Regions from separate parts of the Mus musculus genome. Here region 1 is linked to region 2. Evidence: chromatin contacts called from public promoter capture Hi-C data. All regions are on one chromosome and are shown on one strand. The core of a region is the stretch at or near the end of the contact, and the rest is flanking DNA. Distances in the headings are between cores, read along the strand shown.

Region 1 (5,559 bases), core at 1,839-4,338, 340 kb after region 2:
CATATTCCCCATTTCTGTCTCCCTCCCCCACCCTCTCTCTCTCTCTGCAAGGGGTGTGCCTCTCTATGTAACTCAGGCTGGCCTAGCTGGGAACTGATGGTTCTCTTGCTTTAGCCTCCAGAGTGTTCGATTACCTGTCTCCTTTCTCCCTAACAGCCTCCTTCTGTGTGTGTGTGTGTGTGTGTGTGTGTGTGTGTGTGTGTGTTGTATATACATATTAAATACACACTCCACCACTGAAACAGCTCAGCCAATATTTTTTAATTGACATTCTCAATCCTAGGTTCTAATCTAAGATCCAGTGTCACATGACTTATTCTAAATAACATGATCAGAACACGAATTTCAGATTTCAAAATGCTTTTTTTTGTTTTGTTTTGGGTTTGTTTTTTTGTTTTTTTGTTTTTTTTTCCAGACAGGGTTTCTCTGTGTAGCCCTGGCTGTCCTGGAACTCACTTTGTAGACCAGGCTAGCCTCGAACTCAGAAATCTGCCTGCCTCTGCCGCCAGGCTCAAAATGCTTTTTAAATTTTAAATTTACTCTGAAAAATGTAGCTACCAGGGTGGTAGAGATGGATGGAGCTGGGGGGCAGGGGGCATAGGGGGTGTGGGAGACAGCAGAGGGAAGGTGTCTTAGTTAGGGTTTTACTGCTATGAACAGACACCATGACCAAGGCACCTCTTATAAGGACAACATTTAATTGAGGCAGGCTTACAGGTTCAAAGATTCAGGCCATTACCATCAAGGCGGGAACATGGCAGCATCTAGGAGGTTCAGGAGGAGCTGAGAGTTTTACTTCTTCATCTGAAGACTGCTAGGAGAAGACTGGCTTCCAGGCAGCTAGGATGGGGTTAATAAAGCCCACACTCACAGTGACATACCCACTCCAACAAGGCCACATCTACTCCAACAAAGCCACACCTCCTAATAGTGCAACCCCCTGGGCTATCAAAGTATTACAGAAAGAAAATGAGAACATGAAGTTAGGTAAAGGGCATGCAGACAAGTCCTTTGTTCAGTGGGAGGAGAGCAGGCCAAGAGAATGAATGCAATACATGTTCCTGGGAGGGTTTCAAGGGGATGAAAGAAGAGAGCATCAGGTGAACCTGAAAATGCACAACTGTGAAAAAGGTATTTGCTTTCATGCTATAGCAAGATTATGGGGGCTGCCTGCCTGCTCAGAGGAGAAGAGGAAGGGGGACAGGAGAAGGACTGTGGTGACCGGGAAGAGGGCAGTGAGCAAGATATAAAGTGAATAAGTAAAGATAAATAAATAAACAAACATAGAAAAATATGGGGGGGGGGGGGCTGGAGGGACGACTCAGTGCCCACTGTTGGAGCAGAAGGCCTAGGTTCAGTTCTTAGCACCCATCAGGTGACTCGGAACTGCCTGTAAATTAAGTTCTGGGGCTTCCAATGCTGCCTGGCCTCTGCAGGTGCTTGCAGTCACAAGGTGCCCATAAATTCACACAGGCACACGTGTATATATGCATAATAAACAAACAAACAAAATTTAAAGCTAGATATACCACTTAAAGTTATCTAAAATTCAAACTTAACTTTACCTTTGTCAAACTGATTTCTTTTATGACACAGTGACTGCTTTCTGATTTATCTTTAGCCAAGTACACCTTCCCAAAGGTGCCTTCCCCAATGATCTTAATCAGGTGAAAGTTATCCATGGCTCCAGGCGTCAGAACTTCCTAAAATGAAGAATAAAACCTTGACTGCACAAGACAACTAGCCGGCAGAAGAGGGATGAAAAGCAAAGGAGCTGTTTGTTAAAACTTTCCACCCAGCGTTTCAGACACACCTAAGGAACTTCCTTCTGGCCACAAGTAACGCTGCGGAAAGGGGTTTAGTTTGGTGGATTCCAAGGTCACGCTGGGATCTTAGACAATTCACCACCTCACAAAGCCTTTCTTCTCTAGCGTCTGAAATGGAAAATTATTTGTGTTTGAAAGAAAGACATGTCGCTTGTCCGGGGTGGGTGGTTGTCTAAAAAGCGGTAAGTCTAAGGGCGAGGCACGCACAGTTCGGGTCTCAGTGGGGACGTGCTGCCTTCTACAGGGAAGCCAGGGAACTCTGTTGGTGTCTGGGGTTCTACGTTGTGGTATTTAAGATGTACTTGGGGCCTTAGGTACTACCTATGCCATCCAAAAGTTGTTGGTCACACACAACAAGGAATCACCAAAACGTCTCTGCAAACCTTATGTAAAGAAAAACCTAATTCGTAATTATCTACCTCTAGAACCAAACTATCACATCTATCTAAGAGGGATTAACTAGTACTTCCTAGGAATAGAAACCGAGGCTTGGTTGGGTCTGGGCATTCTCCAATGAATTGCGCTCCAATTTGGAAAAATACCCCATCTACTGGCTGGCTGTAGGGCTGCAGTCAGTGGGAGATCCAGAGTTCTAGCAACCGCAGTCAGGTGACTGTCCTGGCAACGGGCTCCAGGAGTTTACAGGTGGACTACGCACTCCATTGTAGGTTGCTTTCCTGTTTCCCTTTTATGCCACAGTCAGGGCATAAAGGTTTTTTTTTTTTTTTTTTTTTTTTTTTTTTTTTTTTGCTGTACTGGGAAGCGAACCCAGGACTGCATACATGCAGGGTAGGCATCCTACTATTGAGCTTATTCTTTTGGGAAACCATTATTGAAACAGGTCTAAGCTGTTCACGTAGGCCTTGAGTTTGTCACCCTCCTGCCTCAGGCACAATGCAGACTTCTAAAGCCTTGGGTGGTCAACTATAGGTTGTTTTCCTATAATTTCAAGACGGGGACTTCTAAGTTGTCAGCGTAGGGCAACAGCCAGCATGTGGGCGGGAGACCAGAGTTCAGAACTTTTGTAGCTTGTGCGTTGTCATGGAAACCGACGCAGCCCAGTGAGCGGGGCTTCCTAGTTGCCGCCCTGTTTACTCCTGCCTAGATTCCCATTTCTCTCCCCTCAGCTTCGAGGGGCCCGCGACAGCTCCGGAAAAATGAACACATTGGGCTCAGCTTACCTGCTCGGCGGGCGTTAAGCAGTGAGCATGGAAGAATCGGTGCTCCAGCCGCTAAGCCTCCCAGACGCAGGGGCAGGGCCACCCTCGCCCGGGGGAGAGAGAGGGGGAAGTGGGCGGAGTGCTGGGCGGGAGCAGAGGAGAACCCCAGGGCTCATTTCCAGGTACCCCGGGTCTTCCCGCTCCTCCGCTCTATAATAAATAAGTCAGAGGTGGGACAAGCACACTTTTATTGGTCTGAGAGTTGGCAACCTGTAGCTTGGTGTCTGAGGATGCAGGAGGAGGCGGGACAAAGTCTGAGAAGGTTTTGTAGTGGAGAGTAGGGAATGGGAGAAATCACTCCAAGGGCAAACTTTCCCAAAACTGCGGGGTGGAAGATATGTCAGATTCTTGTTGCAGCCTTCGGGTTCCAGGGAGTGTGCTGGGGTGGCCATTTTCCAGAATTCTATGAACAGCATTTTTTTTTTTAAAGCCTCGGACCTGTTTTCTGGGTGGCCTTTTGCGCACGGAGTTAGGGGCAACTTTCCTAAGGTCCCCAGCATGCTAAGCAGTGTACAGCTGTAACATACTCCCAGGAGGAAGCATGTTTCTCATGCAAGGTCTTTTTTTTTTTTCTTAAAGAATTACTAATTTTACATAAATGAGCACACTGTTGCTGTCTTCAGACACACCAGAAGAGGGCATCAGATCTCATTACAGATGGTTGTGAGACACCATGTGGTTGCTGGGAATTGAACTCAGGACCTCTGGAAGAGCAGTCAGTGCTACTAATTGCTGAGCCATCTCTCTAGCTCTCATGCGAGGTCTTAATTACTGCTGAAAGGTGTATGTCAGAAAAGAACCTGGGTCCACTAACAAACCCCAGGTGCTGCCCAGTGATCTGCAACCTAGCATTTCCTGAGAGTCACGTTGCAATAGGTTACCTGTGGGAATATATAACTTTCGGGGTGGTACTCACACAGCAAGATAGCTATATCCAGTGGAATCTAAAACCCGTAACCATTTCATACCCCCCCCCCCCCGTTATCCAGCCCCCTCCACAAAAAAGCTCACTTCTCTAAAAGCGGACATCACACCTTTTTTTTCCCCCTCTTTTATCTACATTCTACTTCCTGGGACAGAATTTTATAAAAATGTAATCCTCTTAATGTTTGAAATTCTTACTGATTCCCATGTTCCGAAAGAATCGTATAACTGGAAATTAGTATTTCCTGACTACAGCATTTGTTTTGTTTTATAGTAGTATGCTACTGATTGAAATAAAATTTTAAAATCAAATTATCTTGGAAATTAATTCCTTAAAAATCTAATGGGTTCCACATGGGCAACAGTGGACTTCTTAGAACAGATGAAGTGTTGTTGTTGTTGTTGTTGTTGTTGTTGTTTCCCCCCCTGTAGACAGGGTTTCAGTATGTACCCCTGGTTGGCCTGGAACTCAGAGAGGTCCAGATGCCTGCCTCTGCCTCCTGCTGAAACTAAAGATGTGTGTTACACCCAATCCCCTTTCTTTTTAAAAAGCTACCAGGGCTGGCAGATCTCACCCAAAGAAGCAAACACAAGGAAGTTTGGTTTAAAATAGAAATCATCTGATTTTCAAGAGGATTCGCAATCTGACTTACTCTCAGCGGGAAGATACACAAGTGATCTCAAGTTTGCTTTGTCTGATGGGCTGTGATGTCTGTATCTGGCGATTAGAGCGGACAGAGGCGCGGAGGGTGACGTCTATGGAAGTTGAGTGTCTTGGAAATACTAATGGAGATGGATGCTTTCTTGAGCATGTAACATCATCGGGAGAGCGTGGAGACAATGTTTAAGGGACTGACCTAGGAAGGGTGATGACAGCAACAGAGGCCACGCACAAGCTCTGCACTCTGGATGCTAACTTGTTCCTCAGAGCATTGAGGGTGAACGATTTGGACACTGCTCTGGACGTGTACTGGTCTGAACAACCAAGCAGGTGGTCGCAAGCCATGTTCCTCACCATCAGGGAAAGCAGACATAGAAAAAGAGCAAGAAGAGACACCTGAATTACTCCGTGACTTCTGTATGAGGCAGTGCTTGACTCAATACATACACATGGGGATGCACAGAACACGGATATGTAGACAGCGCAGATATCCCTCGAGCAACCAGCACACTCGGCAAGCACACTCAACACCCAGACACTGGCTTTTAACCCAGTGAGAGGAACCATGACCTCTTGGGGGGAAAATGGTTGATCCTGGGGCTGGAACAGAGAAGGTATAGGTTGATCCTACTTCATCTTGTTAGTAAAAGGGCAAGAACATCACAAAAGGACACAGGAACCATCTGGAAAGAATGAAGCTGCCAAACCCATGACTCGGTGTAACATTATACTTTTGACCAACAGTGGTAGGACTTAACACCTCTCAGCTTCAGTGTGGCCTGAGTTAGTGACAGTGAACTGACTGGGACATGGAAGTTTAGTACCTGTGATGGTAGGGAAGCCTAAGAGGTACTGAGTTACTACTGCTTGGGGCAAGCAGCATCTGAGGCATGCCACGGCGACATCATGTACTCCTTGACAGGACATG
Region 2 (5,351 bases), core at 1,656-4,155:
CCTGAACTGGTTTGCCCTTTGGTTGTTTTTTTCCTGGGTGTGACAAGTGTAGTTGATTTTCTTCCCTCGTGGCTTAAACAGATTGATAGACACACCCCTCCTGCTCTCAAGCCTCCACACAGGACTACACAAAAACAGCATTCCAAGTTGACATTGACTTTTGTTTTTGACACCCCTAGTTGGAGGAACCAGATTGCTTCTGGCTCCTCCCCAGCATGCTGGCAGTAATTTCCTTGTCCTGGCCAAGAGTTAGACTTTCTCTCAATAGCAAGATAGCAAGGACTCTGATGAGCTACTTTTTATGATTGACATTCAGCCTCTGCTCACCATCAAGTCCATAGCGTGGGTCTGAAGTCACTACCAAAAGAACTGTAGATGGTTCATCACATCTACACTCTATCCCGTGAACTTGACCTCTCTGCAGGTGTATGCTTCAATGGCAAATCTACCTGTAGACCCAGTGGGAGAGATGGGTGAATTGAGGCCTCAATTTTTTTCTTAAACCATTGTCTTTTGGCAACCCATTCCATTTCACCTGAAGTTCTTTTATTCTAAACACTTTATCTTTCCACCAGAAATTCTTCAGTCTCCCCTTACAATGTTTATTTTAAACCTTCACATATGCCTATACTTGCATTATACAACCCCAGAGTCCCACCCACAGGTCTCAGGGTGGATTTAAAATGGAGACCTGAGAACACAAAGTCCCGACATGTGCAGCCTGATTGGTGCATGTTCATTCTCAGGTTCAAACTCCCCCTGTAGCTCAGTTGCCAAAAGGCTACTTAAGAGAATTTATTTTCACAGATATATAAAGCTCAAATACTACACGTAATCTTTTAATATATTTTCTTCATTAATATTTTTGGACATTCTTCTCTAAATCCTTAGGCTTCTGCCCTATGCCAAGTCATGCTGAATTGATTTAAGTCTCATGCCAGTTTAGGTATGAAATTTTCAAAGAATAAATTAATAAGTAAAAAAACATTACTGAGTAGAGATTCAGAATGTCTGGAAAAAATCAAGATTACATATCATATTTACACAAAATTAAAACATTATGAATTTATGACAATAAACTTGGTTTTCATGTCTTCAAGTTGGGTGGGGGGCAATGTTTTCCTTGGATAGCGAAGAACAGCTATAAATGTAGTAGCCAGTCATGAGGGAGAAATAAGCAGCCCAGGGTGTGAGAATGGGGGAGATCTCACAATCTAGGTTCCTCCGTTCTTAGTTTGAGAGGTGTCATGGTCTATGATAGCTCACACAGGAGAGTTGTTCTAGAGTGTGGCTAGAATGCTGACATTATATAGACAATACAACGTAACTGGTTCTGTTGTATCATTTCCATACATGCATGCAATGTCTTGTGATTATAACCAAAACCCCATTGCTCTTCCTAGTCCTCCCTCACCTTTCCCCTTCTACAGCCTTAGCAGCCCCACACTTACTCCATGACTCCCTCATCCTATATATGAGAGAAAACATTCTACACTTAAGCTGGTAGGATGGCTCTCAGTCTGGCTCCATAACCCTTGGTTTGAGTCCAGCACTTCAAAACTATATATTTCTATAAAGTTCAGTTATTTTCTAGTCTATAATTCCTAGAATAAATTATAATTATGTAGCTAGGTCTGGATATGCACTACACATAAATATTTTGCATAAGAATATACAAATATGAGACTTGTAACACTTTTGGAATGTTGCTGCCCTCACTCCAAGCTTTTTCCCTTTTATTAATCCTCTCTGGGAATCAATCACAGGCACATAGAGCTATGTTTTTCTATTCTGGCAATCACTTCCTAGCCTAACTAATTTGATAATAAAAATTAATCAGCATAGCAACTTTGACAAGAACCAAATTACCAGTGTAGGTTTATTTCTATGCCTTCTATTATATATATTTTTGTTACTATCGCTCTGCAGTATAATTTTTTAAATGGGGGTGGGGATTGTGTGCATGTATGTGTGTGCACCACTTGCACACTTGGAACTCATAGAAGTCAGAGTAGGACATCCAATCTCCTGGAACTGGAGCTAAACACAGGTTTTAAACCACCGTGTGGGTACTAGAAATCGAACCTGTGTCCCCGTGTAAGAGCAGCCAGTGCTCATAAACACTGAGTCAGTTTTCCAGGCCCGTTTTTTGTATAACTTGAAGTCAAGTTTTATGATCCCCCCAATATTGCTCTTTTTGTTCAGAAATGCTTCTGTTGTTTTGAAGTTCTCTGTGTTACTCTATACTTAAGGATTGTGTCTTATTATATTTCTGTGAAGAATGCCATACAATTATGATAGGAAATGCCTCTACTCTGTTGATCATTTGCAGTGAAATTGCCATGATGATTCATAAGTACAGAATGTCTATTTCCTGGTGTATTCATTTACTTTCTTTAGAGGTTTCATTGTAGAGGTCTCTAACCTCGTCTTTTATGCATGTGTAAAATAATTTGCATAAATTATGCAGGAATGTGAAATATTTGGCTAATGTGAATGGGCTTGCTTTCCTTATTTCTTGTCTAGCAAGTTGTTTATTTGTGTGTTAAGAAATATACTTGCTCTTCTATATTGATTATATAACTCACACTTTACTGAAAATGTTTTCTTATATCTAAGAAGCCTTTGGTGGAGTCTTTTTAGATTTTTTCTTTAGATATCTGATTACATCATCTGCAAATAGATATAATTTCTTTCTTTCTTACTTGTATCCCTTCTGTTTCTTTCTTTTGCCTTATTTCTCTAGTTAAGAACTCAAGCACTGTTGTGGTTTGAACAAGAAATGTTTCCCATTGGCTCAGGTATTTGAATACTTGTTCACTGGTCTGTCATGGTGTTTGGTTATGGAACCTTTAGGAGGTGGAACCTCGTTGGAGGAGGTAGTTAGCAGGGGGTGGGTTTTGATGGTTAGAAGCTTTGCTTCACTTCCTGTTCTTGTTTACTTCCTTTATGTAGATAGAATGTGACAAGTCAGCTCTCTACTCTTCCTGCTTGGTTTTAGTTACTGTTGCTATGTGTGGAGGGTTGAATAAGAATGGATTCCATATGTTTGAATACTTGGTCTCTAGTTGGTGGAATTGTTTCGGAAGAATTAAAAGATGCATCCTTGTCAGAGGAGGTGTGTCATGGGAGTAGGATGTGGGACTTCAAAAACCTTCCCACATCCCCAGGGTGCTCTTCTCTCTGTGTCTTGTTTGTGGCTCAAGAAGCAAGTTCTCAGCTATCCCTGTTTACATGCCCTTGTTCCAACATCATGAACTCTACCCCTTTGAATCTGTAAAATGCTTTCTTTTCAAAGTTGTCTTCATCATGGAATTTTGTCACAATATTAGAAAAGTAACTAAGACACCATGACTTCCCCACTGTGATGGACTCTGTCCCTCTGAAACATTAGCCAAAAGAACACCTTCCCCCTTAAATTGCTCTTTGTCATGGAATTCTATCACAACCACAAAGAAGTTGGTACCACGAAAGTGGGGCTACGCTGTGAAAAGCAAGATCATATTATTCTTCTGAGGAATATGGGAGAATTTGGCGCTTCAGACTAGAAAAATTGAATTCTGTAAACAGAGATAAATGAGCTTTTCTAGTGGGATCCTGGAAGACAGTAATTCTAAAGGAAATTCCAACAATGGAGGTCTGGCCAATGAGGTTTCAGAGGAGAAAGTGATTCAAATTGTATCTGACTAGAGACCAATGATGAAATTTTGCCAAAGAATCTAGTTGCATTCTGACTATGACCTGAGAGTTTGTGTGGAGCTAAATTAAAAAGTAATTTATTTTGTTGTTGCTGGGGATTAAATTTTAACACACCATAGGGTTGAGTCTGTGGCATGGTTATTAGGGCAACAGATCTGGTAGGATGAAATTTTAAAAGTATACAGGAAAGCAAACATTACAAGGAAACTTAAGACTTCAATTTTGTGCTGAAAAAGAGTTTGTATTTGTTGAAGAGAAGCTGTATGATCTGGACAAGAACAACAGGAAATGTGTTGTGAAGGCAAGACCCCACTTGGGTGGGCCTCCAGGTTATGAGAGTGCTGTATTCAGAATCTTCTGCAACTGAGGTCCAAGTGGCCAGGAGCTATCTCAAGCTGGGTACAGAAGTTGACAATGTTACCCATGTGGTACTTTTTTTTTTTTTAAAGAAAAAAAATATGCAAGATTGAGAGGACCATGGGTTTTTCATTTGCAGTTTCAGAGAACTGTGGAGGCCAGGTAATTTATGTCAAAGCCAGAGTATAGTCAAGGAATCCCTAAGGGGGCCATTGCATAAGGATGTGATAATAAAAATAAAATAAAAATCTTGGGCTTGGGTTGCCCAAGATGTTTGAGATGCCAGATCCATGATGTATCTGCCAAGAAGAATTGCATACAGGAAATGGAATCAAGAATCAGCCCAAGATAAAAATATATGTTGCAGGCAGCAAAGCTAGAGAGTCAGTACCATCTATACCTATTGAAGCTGAGGCTTCAGATGCCATACATGGACCTAAAGAATTTGGATTTTCCAGGATGGATTTCAGTTTTGCTTTGGTCTAATCGTTCCCTGCTGTACCCATACTCCTTTATTTTGGAATGGTAATGTATATTCTGTTTAACGTTGAAAGTATGTGATTTGTTCTGTAAGGTATGTTAAGACATTGTTTTGGGTCTCAAAAGAGACTTTGGGTGTTGGACCAGTGTTGCAACTGTTAAAGACTAGGAGGACTTTTGCAGTTGGATTAAATGTATTCTCATCATGGTATGACTATGAATGAGCCTTAGAGAGCCACATGGAGAAGGTTGTGGTTTGAACAAGAAATATCCCCCATAGGCTCATGCACCTGAACATGGTGTCACCAGTAAGTGACACTGTTGGGATAGGTTATGGGAGCTTCAGGAGGGACAGCCTTACCGGATGAAGAAGTCACAGGCTTCTGAAGGTACATAGCCTCACTCCACTTCCTGTTTTGTCTTCCTGCTTCCTGTGTGATGAAATGTGATCAGCTGGCTCCCTGCTCCTGCAACTATGTTTTACCCATCTTTTACCATGACTTCCCCACTTCGATGGGCTCTATCCCTAACCTTGGAAGCATAGACCCATTTCTTCTCTAGGATGCTTTTGGTCATGATGTCTTATCACAGCAACAGATAATTAAGAGAAACATTATATTAAATAGAAGTGGTGAGAATACATACAGTCAACTCCTTCCTGGTATTAACAGGAAATACTTTCAATTTTTTTCCACACAGTATAATGCTGGCTATGAGTTTGTAACATATAATCTTGCTGTGTTGAGGCATGATCATTCTATCCCTGGTTTCTTCGAGGTTTTAGCATAGTAGATATTAAGTTTATGCCGAGTTAT

The links. Promoter capture Hi-C pulls out the DNA fragments that hold promoters and counts their contacts.
Region 1: a promoter capture Hi-C map of stem cell-derived epiblast-like cells shows a contact between it and region 2, with 6 times the contacts expected there. The contact joins the promoter of Nek5 here to the enhancer-like site in region 2. A contact is called at or near these places in 5 of 39 promoter capture datasets (embryonic stem cells, hippocampal neurons, liver and 1 more) and 1 of 9 other capture datasets (adipose tissue).

Annotation. Positions count from the first base shown.
Region 1 is chr8:22,121,979-22,127,537 of GRCm38.p6, forward strand. Nek5 (NIMA (never in mitosis gene a)-related expressed kinase 5) reads right to left here and starts at 3,089. Exons shown (of 19, transcript NM_001347318.2): 1 at 3,008-3,089; 2 at 1,566-1,703. The coding sequence starts at 1,682.
Region 2 is chr8:21,781,251-21,786,601 of GRCm38.p6, forward strand. All of the region lies in intron 1 of Defb1 (defensin beta 1), which reads left to right. Among named protein-coding and RNA genes, the nearest start is that of Defb1, 7.4 kb to the left of the region's middle. Within about 2 kb of position 2,906, at least 15 of the 459 cell types and tissues checked have an H3K27ac peak or open chromatin away from gene starts, as enhancers often do. A contact at or near this core is called in stem cell-derived epiblast-like cells, where this site is marked.